Regions from separate parts of the Mus musculus genome. Here region 2 is linked to region 1. A link is a contact called in public HiChIP or PLAC-seq data. All regions are on one chromosome and are shown on one strand. Each heading gives the region's core, a stretch centred on a gene start, on an enhancer-like site or on the middle of the called end of the contact. The rest is flanking DNA. Distances are from core to core; before and after follow the strand shown. Region 1 overlaps Flnb (filamin, beta). Region 2 overlaps Flnb (filamin, beta).

Evidence for each region. HiChIP or PLAC-seq counts read pairs in DNA pulled down with a chosen protein or histone mark.
Region 2: an H3K27ac HiChIP or PLAC-seq map of extraembryonic endoderm stem cells shows a contact between it and region 1. The contact joins two enhancer-like sites. A contact is called at or near these places in 32 of 484 Hi-C or Micro-C datasets (the 3T3-L1 cell line, 3T3-L1-derived adipocytes, the AML12 cell line and 22 more), 14 of 115 datasets of contacts at active chromatin or transcription factors (the HPC-7 cell line, the NIH/3T3 cell line, craniofacial prominence and 9 more) and 3 of 9 other capture datasets (adipose tissue, embryonic stem cells and liver).

What each region holds. Positions count from the first base shown.
Region 1 is chr14:7,837,845-7,843,142 of GRCm38.p6, forward strand. The region is part of intron 1 of Flnb (filamin, beta); the gene reads left to right. Among named protein-coding and RNA genes, the nearest start is that of Flnb, 23 kb to the left of the region's middle. Within about 2 kb of position 2,282, at least 26 of the 459 cell types and tissues checked have an H3K27ac peak or open chromatin away from gene starts, as enhancers often do. A contact at or near this core is called in extraembryonic endoderm stem cells and trophoblast stem cells, where this site is marked.
Region 2 is chr14:7,950,764-7,956,061 of GRCm38.p6, forward strand. It overlaps Flnb (filamin, beta), which reads left to right. Exons shown (of 46, transcript NM_134080.1): 46 at 1-825. Among named protein-coding and RNA genes, the nearest start is that of Gm45521, 3.9 kb to the right of the region's middle. Within about 2 kb of position 2,263, at least 118 of the 459 cell types and tissues checked have an H3K27ac peak or open chromatin away from gene starts, as enhancers often do. A contact at or near this core is called in extraembryonic endoderm stem cells and trophoblast stem cells, where this site is marked.

The DNA of each region.
Region 1 (5,298 bases), core at 1,032-3,531:
TTCATTATTTGCTTTGTGCTTTGCCCTTTGGAAAGGCCATGGTAACTCACAGTGGGACTCAGCACCTGGCATAGAGAAGTTTTTGTAGCTGGCTAACAGTGTGGTCCTTCAATACCAACTGACAGTGGAGTCAGCAACCATGCAGTCGCCGAGAGAAGAGAATCGTAAGTTTGAGGCTACATAATCAGACCTTGCCTCAAAAACAAGGATTATTTGTTTTTATCACTAAACAAGGATTATCAAAGTGGTTAAGTGGATGGTTATATATGGGGGTGGTTGGCTCTGGCTGGTTCTCAATTTTTGCTTTCCTTGATCAAGATATGATTGGTGAAAAAATAAATCATAGAACAGCCGTTTCATTCTCAATTTGTTTGCGACAGGGTATCTGGAGTTAGTCTTGATCTCACCCTGTCTGGAGGCGGACAGTGAACAGGATCCTGACCTTCTTGCTGTGCCCCCCTCCCTCCAAGTGCTAGGATCTCAGGCAAGCACCATAGCACACCCAATACAATGCCACTGGAACAGAGAAAAGAAAAAAGAAAAAACAAAACCTGTTTCTTTTGCTACTTGAGACTGAGCCCCAGGGCTCTCGTGCTCTAAGCAAGCTACCCCTGAGCTACATGCTCTGCCCAGTTTCATTTTTATTTTGAGTCAGGGGCTCAATAAATTGCCCAAACAACTTTTGAACTTGACAAGTTGCCTGGGCCTGAACTTGGTAAGGTCTTGAATTGGGAATCTTCCAGCCTCATCTTCTAAGTATGCAGGCGCCACAACACCTGGATCAGCAAATGCTACAGAAAAGTGGTGTCTTGGGTTTTCTTTTTTGTTTTGTTTTGGTTTTGGTTTTGTTTGCACCCCCCACCCCCTGTAGCTTGCATGTAGGGAAGGCCTGTTTCTAAAGGTGGGAAGTGATACCCAGTGTTATTATTAGTATTTCAGCATTAATCTGGGGGTAAACCAAGGCTCTCACTGTACACCTGACTTGCAGTCAGCCTGCTGGGGAACTGAAAATGCAGCGTGTGCTGCTTGCTTTCTTCCTGATGAATCCGGACGTGCTCTGCAGCACTCTGGGGAGGACATCTGTTGCTTTGTTGCCCTCTCTCCTTTCTATTTGCCAAGGATGGTATTATTATTGGTGGGTAGGTGCAAGTTTTATTCTTAATTGTTCAAGGCAAGTACCTGCTTCTGGTAAGGAGCTGTATTCTCGTAACCTGAAGAGGATCACAGAAGCAAGCCAGATCCCTGTGGTGGTGCAGAGACAATCCTGCCTCCTTCCCAACACACACAGACACAGACACACACACACACACACACACTCACACACACACAGGCACACATGCACACACACACACACACAGACAGGGAGAGGGAGAGACCACGTTCTTAGGCTCTTTTATAAGGTTAGCATCTTATGCACCCTGGTTCAAGCAGCAAAAGCAAACTGCCAGAAACTGGTACTCAGGAGGAGTGTACATAAATAGTTATCTTTCACTCCCACTGAGCCCGCCTCTGCCTAGCAAAGGATAGTTGTTTGCATTTTTCTCTCTGAACTTCTGGGCCCTTTTATTAAGTGTGTTGGGTGGGAGACTTCTAGACTATACCTGTAAGTCCTGATAGGAGCCAGTATCTTATCAGAACCTGATTGGTAGGGACTAAATGAGTTCTTTACAGAATGCTGCTGTTGTGTATGGGGGCACACCTGTAATCCCACTCTTTAGGAGGCTGAGGCGGGAGGGTTGTGAGTGCAAACCCAATCTGTGGAATGATGTTAGTCCTAACTTCACAAACGAGGAAACTGACTGAGGTGCCTCAGTTAAACGTGAGGCCGAGCCTTGCCCGGCAGCAGAGGTGGGAAGATAGCTTGAGTTCCAGACCCAGAACTTAAGCGTCTTGATGGACAGAAAACTTTTTTGCTTTCTGTATACTTTATGTGATTATAGCCAGCTCTCTGTTCTCATGTGTGAAGAGAAGGGATTTGCAGCAGTCAGTCACCAGGTGTATGCATCTGTTGCAGCCATCAAACCTGGTGTGCCAGGTTAGTCTGTATCCAACGGATATTAAGCAGGGCCCTCAGGCCATCTGATGTCGCAGGTCCTGGACCCAGATGGCTCCTTGCTCTAGTGAAGGACTTGATTTTCCTAAAGATCTGATTGTTCCGCCACTACCAGCAATGGGGTCTAAATTCCAAACTCAGTTTCCAAATAATAGGTAACATATCTACTCCTGTTGCATTGGTATCTTGGATACTTATCAGGTAAGGGCAGTTCACATAACTTGCCTTGGAGCGAAGTCACCCTGAGTGCAGCCTTGCAATCACCAGTAAACAATTACACAGATAGCTCTAGGTCATCCAGATATGCTTTTGAAATTCCGCAGGCTTACTTCACGTGTCTTCCCTGCCCTCCTTCTTGATTTTTCTTTGTGGACTTCCCTCTGGCGGCTTCCATCCTGTCTTCACTGTGGCCACCTGGGTGGTCCCAACCCCACCATATCAAATAGCCCCGGAAAGGTTCCCGGCCTTTTACACTCACTTGCAGGCTTCTGCCTCTGTCTGTTGTAGAGTTCTTGGGATTTTAGCATTCTTGAGATTCTTTCTGTGGGTGATTTGGGAAAACATTTCATTTCTTCAGTGTCCCACACGACCCTGTTCTACCCCTTGTCCTCACAGGAGCCTTAGATGACTGCCACTTTTCCCATGTCACTCAGCTGTGCCATTTGTGCTGTGTGGATTTCCTGTGCTCTAGAATGAAAAGGCCTTCTAGAAACCTGAGCACTGGAGCATCGCGGCCTGCTTTCCCAGGCTGCCCTGGAGACTTGGCCAAGCGATAACTCCGGTTATGGATTCTTATTAGGAGATGCTTTAACAGTCACTTTTAGGGACCTTGGCGTCTGTAGGTTCTTACCCTATTCTTGAGAGCCTATTCTGGAGAGGAGAGAGGAGAGGGAGAGAGAGAGAGAGAGAGAGAGAGAGAGAGAGAGAGAGAGAGAGAGAGAGAGAGAGGATTAAACCTTTTGCCTCAGGCATGCTGTGCTGCAAGCAATTCTACCATCAAACTCTTCTCTCCATTCCTCATCTTAACTCCCCCCCACCCCTCTGTCTCGCTCCGGCCTATTTATTGATTATATGTAAGTACACTGTAGCTATCTTCAGTCACCCCAGAAGAGGGCTGTGGTTCCTGGGATTGGAACTCATGACCTCTGGAAAAGCAGTCAGTGCTCTTAACTGCTAAGCCATCCCTCCAGCCCTCATCTTGACTTTTTGAAAGATAGATTCTCTATCATCCTCCTGGCTATCCTGGAACTTACTATGTAGACCGGCTGACTTCAAACTTAGAGAGCTACCTGCCTCTGCCTCCCAGGGGCTGGGCAGGTGCCACCACGCCCAGCTTCATCTTGCTATTTATTTTGAGGTAAGATTTCAACGTTGCCCAGGCTGACTTTGAGTTGTTAATTTATTGCTCTATAGCTCAGACAACCCTTCAGTAGCAACCCTTTTGCCTCAGCCTCCCAAATCGCTGGGATTTCAGGCCTGCACTAACAGGCCTGGCCATGCCCTGCTAATGGCTTTTATTCTGGGAAACCTGGCAGGGAGCAGGAAGCTGGGAGGAAGTTAACCATGGAGGCGCAAGTGTGAGTTGACAGTCATCCACCTGTCTAGACTTCAGGTCTTCAAGTACACCAGGAAGCAGTTGGAGAGTTTCACAGACCTTTGGGGGTGGGGGTGGGGCAGAGAGTGCTGCTTGTTTTGGGGTTTTTTGAGACAGAGTTTCTCTGTGTAGCCCTGGCTGCCCTGGAACTCCCTCTGGAGACCTGGCTGTCCCTGACTCCTGAGTGATGGGATAAAGGCATGCACCACCACTGCTTGGTCTTACTAAAGCATTGTTGGGTCATTCTAAGAAAACAAAAGCTTGCTGGAAGTGGCAGCGCATACCTTTGCTTTCAGCACTTGGGAGGCAGAGACAGTTGGATCTCTATGGGTTGAAGGCCAGCCTGGGCTACAAAATGAGTTCTAGGCCAGAGAGAGCTACGTAGTGGGACCCTGTTTCCAAAACAACAACAAAAAGAAAACCAAGCCTTAAACTAAAAATAAATAATAAAATTGGAAATTTAGTAGTTATCACTCTTTTGAACACAATTGAGAAAATCTTCTTAAAAATTTTTTGAGACTATTACTCTTGATACTTTGATATCATAGACTTAGTCCTCCCAAACCCAAGGCTCCCCCAACTCCAGCAGGGGCACATAAGCATTGCTGTGTATACTCCTGAGATAGACACCTTTCTCTAAACCAGTCCTTATGTGAAAGTGCTGTCACAAGTACCCACCTTTATGCTGGATATTAGATCCCTGTAAGGAACTTGGATTCACAAACCTGTACAGGGGCGGGGGGGCGGGGGGGTTAGGAGCACAAGATCAAAAGCAATTGAGGTTCCTGGTCCTGTCATTATCGTAGTGTCTGCCTCCCACCCCACCCCCACCCCCTTTCTCTCTGTGTGAATCTCTGTGGCATTGTATACACCCTGCCTTACCCACTCCTCTGGCTGTTCACATCTTGGTCCTACACTCATGCAGAAATCTCTAGGGAGAATCCAGTTCAGCTTATGTGAGGGAATCCACTCCAGTCAGCTGTGGACATGACACCACCATTAAACAAATTCGGGTTGGTGGAAAATCATCTTAAAGAAGTTGTCATGAAAATTAGATGGCTCCAGAGGGAAAGATGGGGTGATTTTTTTTTCTTTTCTTTCTTTTTTTTTGGTCTGGTTGAGGGCATTAAGTACTTTTTCAGTCCAAGATGTTAAAAATAAGCCATGTCCAGGGCCCGTCTCCAAGCTAGGAACATGTCACCCGAAGTTCCAATTGGCTTACGTGGCTGGCTCCTTCCTGCCTGGAAGCAGTGCCCAGATCAGCACCTTGGGAGCTCTTGGAGCTGCCTCTGCCCCAGTGTGGGGGCTCTTCCTTCCTGCAGTCTGCATCGCTGTCTGAGGCAGGATGGCTTCTCCTGGAAAACTGGATCGATGCATTTGCTCAAGGCCAAGGATCTCCCCAAACGCTAATCAGAGTAGATTACTTCCAGTGTGTTGCCTCTGGCTTTGCAGCAAGTTTGTCCAGCGTGGCTCCAGTGTCTAGCTTCGGCTGCTGCACATGATGCGAACGAGTTTGTGTGGATGAGCCAAGGAGAAGGGACGGTGTCCCTTGTGTGGATGAGCCAGGGAGAAGGGACGGTGTCCCTTAATCATCCTGGCCTCTGCTGGGCCTGACAGCCTCTGACTAACAACGTCATAGGTCAGTGACTAG
Region 2 (5,298 bases), core at 1,013-3,512, 110 kb after region 1:
GACAGGACTGACTGGCTCTCCTAAGCTTCTGGTCTACTCAAGCGATAACCAAACAAGAATGTCATTGCAGAAGGGGGTCCTGCACCCCACTTGCCAAAGAACAGTGCAACCCACTTTCCTCAAGACTAGACAACAAATAAGAAAGTCTGACCCAGATTATACTCCATGCCTGGGCTTCGTCTTGGGGCCCTGATCACTTTGACTTCATCCTAAAGCCAGCTCTGGAGCAGAAGGCATGCAGAACACTCCATACCCCATTTTTGGAATTCTGTACCTGCCTACTTCTTTATTAACAGCCTTGAAGGCATGTGCTCATGGCCAAATGCAGGGCCTCTGCCAGCTGCCCCCAGAGTTCATTGCGGCTGCTAAATGGCAGAGACCACTGATAAATTATTTCAGGACCTCCTCCTTGCAAAAGCTGGAAGGGATGGGTACCCCTCTTATGACCCATGAGAGGCCTTAATGACCAAGACACTAGCACGTGCACCCACCTGAGGTCTCTAAAGGTTTTGGTGTAAGCATTGTCAGGCTGTCAAATGGCTGGAGCGAGTGTTACACACACACACACACACACACACACACACACACACACACACACACACAATGGGGTGTGGTGGTTCTCATGAATGTGGCAGGGGTGGAGTAGGTGTCCCGCACCAAGGCACAGCAGCTGGAGAGGTGTGGGTGCTAAAAGCCACCTGTTAGGACCTGGAGCAGCTGAAGCCGGATGTGAAAGGCGGAATAGACACGGAGACCGAACTGGAATCAAATGCCGACTATAAAGTGTATCTTATAACTTATTAAATAAAATGTTTGCTCCATAAACGCTCCCTGTCATTCTTGGAGTGGAATCAGTGGTGTGGGCCTCTGATCACTCCCCACCCACCATCTCTTTGAGTGCAGATGTTATTTAACAATGGGCCAGTCCTTTTCTTGCAAAGGGTGGTCCTTTTCTGAGAAGCCAGGGCCAACCTCAGGCAAGGGACTCAAGAGAACATGCGGGCCATGATACCATCGTGACTTCTTAGGAACCCTAGATATGGAGCCCAGGTAGAGGCAATGGCTTTTAATTAAGCAGGCCTCTTGCCTGATACCATCAGGAATCTGTGTTCTGGGAAATGTTCTCAGATAGGATCTCTCACATGCCCCTGCACCCTTCGACCCAGTACTGAGTGCCTCCACCTGCCCTCCCGAGGAGAAACGATTGCTGATGTTAACCCTCCAGCTATGAATCCTTATAGTGGTCGGGTGACGGTTTACATATGACAGAACAAACATGGGTACAGTTTCCACCAGGCATACAGCCCAGACCTCATATGGGGATAGAGTTGGGCATATACCTTCTGACTAAGAATGAGTGTTCTTACACATCACACTACAGGCAAGCAGCTCGGAGGAGAAGGGTTACCAGAGTCCTAGAAAAGCTGGCAGTACCCATGGAGGCGGAAAGGCCTCCAGGCCGGGAGGAGTGTGGGGATCAGAGGTTCAGGCAGGGAACCTGCATCATTTTTAGTGATGGTATGTATATGTATGTGACAGGGTCTCTTGTATCCCGGGCTAGCCTGGGACTCTCCCTGTAGCCAACTAGGACCTTGAGCTTTTTTTAAAGTGTATACTGTGCTGAGATCAAGCCCTGGACTCTGTACATTGTAGGCAAGCAGTCTCCAACTGCATCCCCTGCTCTGCTTTCTCTATTGTATTCTGGCTTTGTTTTTCCCCTTACCTGGCTACATATTAGAATGATAATCTGTTTACCTCTGAGCTTGGAGGAAGGTAAGGCAGATGCGCCCTTTCGTCTCTGCGCCTTGAAACCCTCGCCTAGACTCCTGGGCTCTGTAGGGCTGGGGACTCCCTGAAGAGTCCTCACATAACATGTCTGGCGCGATGCTGGCTTTGCCAGAGAAGCCCAGGGGATTCATCAACCCCTCCAACCCAGTTAGGTTTGCTGGAGGAGGCAGCGTTTGTACACTAAACATTGACTTTGGTGTAAGGTGTCCTAACGTCTAAACACTGAGTCCTAACCGGCCGAGTCGAGTCTGGCTGGCGGGGGAGGGGGAGATTCCCACGAATTCCCACTGGTATTTTTAGGAACAGTCCTTTGCTTGTTACTTTCTACGGACACCCTCTGTCAGAGTGTGTGTGAGCTGGCTGGTGATTGGCACCCAGTAGGTGATAATAGTTTTACCTTTGAGGTGCAGCCCCGCAATTGCTGCCTGTGACATCAGGGCCTGTGGGGTGGAGACCTGTTGCTCTCAGTGCCTAGAACCAGAGGGCAGCTCTTATCTGCACCTGGGCTTGGCTACCATGGAAACAGGCTATTGTTTATGTCAATACCCTGAAAACTTTGAAACTTGTGGGCCTGGGGCCAGGTCCTTCCTGACTTTGGCTGCTTGGCTTTCCTGTGCCCTGGCTGAAGCTAATGAGTCCAGGGTGTCATTATTCAGTGGTCAATAGAAAGTGTAGCCCCTGCCCACCCTGGGCGACCTCTCTACCTCCCAACTAACAGGGGAGGGCTTGCTAGGAGACTACAAGGAGCAAATACTAACCAGCTCACTCACACACACTAGCCCTTAGCAACCTGTTCTAGGTCTTCAAGCTGCCTTAAAAGCCACAACTTGATGTATTTGTTATATAACTCAGTACATAGGGTAGTGGCAACACACACCTTTAATCCCAGCGCACAGGAGGCAGACGCATTTGGAGCTTGAGTTTGAGGCCAGCAACTCGAGTCTACAGAGCTAGTTCTAGGACGGCCAAAGCTGCTCAGGGCAGCAGAATGAAAAACGTCGAAAGGATTGAGGGGAAATGAGTGTTCTAGTCTTTCTTATTCCTTAGGTTTGTTTTTCACAGCTTGCAAAGCCAACACTGGAGAGGTGGAGTATTCCGGTTTGGGGTTAGTTGGTTTTGTTTTTAAAAATTAGTGAGCCGATCTAATACAAGCAATCTATCCCTAAGCCACACCCCCAGGCCCACCCCTGAAATCTGTACCTAAGTGGGAGAATGAGAGAATTGAGAATATTATACAGCCCTGTGGTAAAACACCTGAGTTTCATCACCAGCACCCACGTGAAAAGATTGGGCATGAAAGCATCCAGGCAGCCTAACTTAATTACAAGTTCCAAACCATGGGAGAGACCTGGGTCAAAAACCAAAGTGGGCCTCACCAAATAAAATTCACTATTTTTTTTTTTCTTATAAGTGTCAAAAGTAGAGGCTTTAAGCAAGCTGGATTCAGTTTCTTTTTCCTTTGGCCTTTTCCTAAAGATTTGGCCAAGTGCATGGTGGGAGGGGCCCTTGCAAACAAAAGATCCTTCTCTGCTTTGTCTGGGCCCCCAAGGCTGTGAGGACCAGCTCATGTATGTGGAATTTCAGGACCCACCCCTCACACCCTTTTTCTCTTCCTCAGCATTCTCAAAGGCAGCTGCTGGGAGGCCGGAATAGCAAGCCTGACTTGTGGCACGTATCCTAGGGTGCTTTGAGCTTTGAACGTGTTTATCTCCCTCCCCAGGACAAAGAATCGACTGGCCTTTTATTGCCAGTGCTTCCCTCTGTCTAGCCACCCACCCACCCTTCCACACCACCAGGATGTGTTGGCTCGCCCAGTCACCACTGAGGCGGGGCACATTCTTTGGGTCCAGCCAAACCTGGGCAGGGTGTTCTCAGAGAGGGAAGTTTAGCAGAGATTCTGTCTCTGGGCCCCACTGTCTGAATAGCAGAACGGCCCAGTGTGTGAGGATTCAGTAAGCAGTGTGTCAGCTGCAGCAATTTCAGGTCTAAATTTCAGTCCCAGCCCTGTGGCTTGCCAGGGGACTTGCACCTCAGGCAGTGATCTCCATGCTCATCTGTAAAATGGGGAGATAGTAGGGACCTTACATTCTAAGCTAAGACCCCTTTTCGTTCATCCCATTTATCCCCCACAGACCTGAGCAAACCAGAGCTTTCAGGATGCCTGTATGTTGGAGTGTCATGGCTCCCTCTGTGGGAGATGATTCTGTAATGATTCTAAGCACAGGCCAGGAGGTTCATGCCCTACCCCTGACTTCCCCCCAAGCTACTCACACGTTATAGAACACATGCCTCAGTTTTTCCAGCAATGGTAGTACCTAGGAGATTCAGTGGGGCTATGGGGCCAGAGCCTGTTGGGAATAGGCTCTGGGCATCAGGAGTGGAAACTTGTGAAGCACTTGACTTGCAGTAATTAGGATGCAACAGGTTCAAGTTTAACAATCCCAGCCCTGCAGCTACCCAGCTGACGCCTCAGGGAATGGTCTCTGGGTCTCAGTGTACACATCTGCAAAGTGGGGAAATATGCTGGAGCTGCAGAGCCAGGAAGCTCTTATTCCTGTTGGGGCTTCTGGTATAACTCCATGTATACAGTAGGACAACCAAGGTTTGCAGCCCGACTCAGGAGTCAAGAAGTTACTTGGGGCCTACCCTGAGCAGTCCATAGGAAGTACAGTTGGCCCAGCTTTCATGCTTGGTTTGCGTTTAAACCTACGTCTCCAAATTTCCTCCAGCCTTCATCTTCCCCCAGAGTCAGCTTAGGAAAAAGTTTTACAGCTTTGAGCTTGCTCACCTTTCAGATGAGGGTCTCAGTTTGCCCACTGTTCCCCAACTCTGCTTGGTTAGTGTATGTTTCTAGTTGTAATCTGAGTCCAAGAGCACCCCCACCAGGAAGGCTCCCCTGTCTCGCTGCCAACCTGATATCTTGCTGTTACTACCTCCTGGACCTTACAGGCTGGAATCATAAAAGCTGTCCCTCCCCATCTCCTGACATTCTGTATCTTCCTCAGTGCCTGACTTGAGGTCAGGAGCACATGCATATTTGTTGGATGAATGAATGAGTGCATACAAAGCAAAGGATGGAAAGACAAGGGGCCCTGGAGTGTCATGGATGGCCTCCTTGGTGGCCCTTTCCAGGACAGGCAGAAGCTGTGAGAGCCTATGGTGGGGTTGAGCCTTCCTCTGCCTGCCTGTGTCTACTCTCTGCTTGTACATTCACCAGGAGTTTTGTGTCCATCAGTTGGATAGAGGTTTTGGAGTGCTCATGGTTTGAAACTGAGATGCCTGCCACAGACTCATGTACTGGGGACTAGGTTACTATGGAAAGGGCTTTAGTGGAGTGAGGCTCTGACCTCAGGAATGGATAAGCCCTTGATGGGTTTGTACGGTGGCATTACTGAGAGCTGGACAGACATGGGAGGCAGCCTGGCTGTTTCTGGGTTGTGTTGTCGATGGCTCTCACCCTGGCCCTTCTGTTCGCCCCTTTCTCTTCCTGTCCACCACAAGCTGATGAGT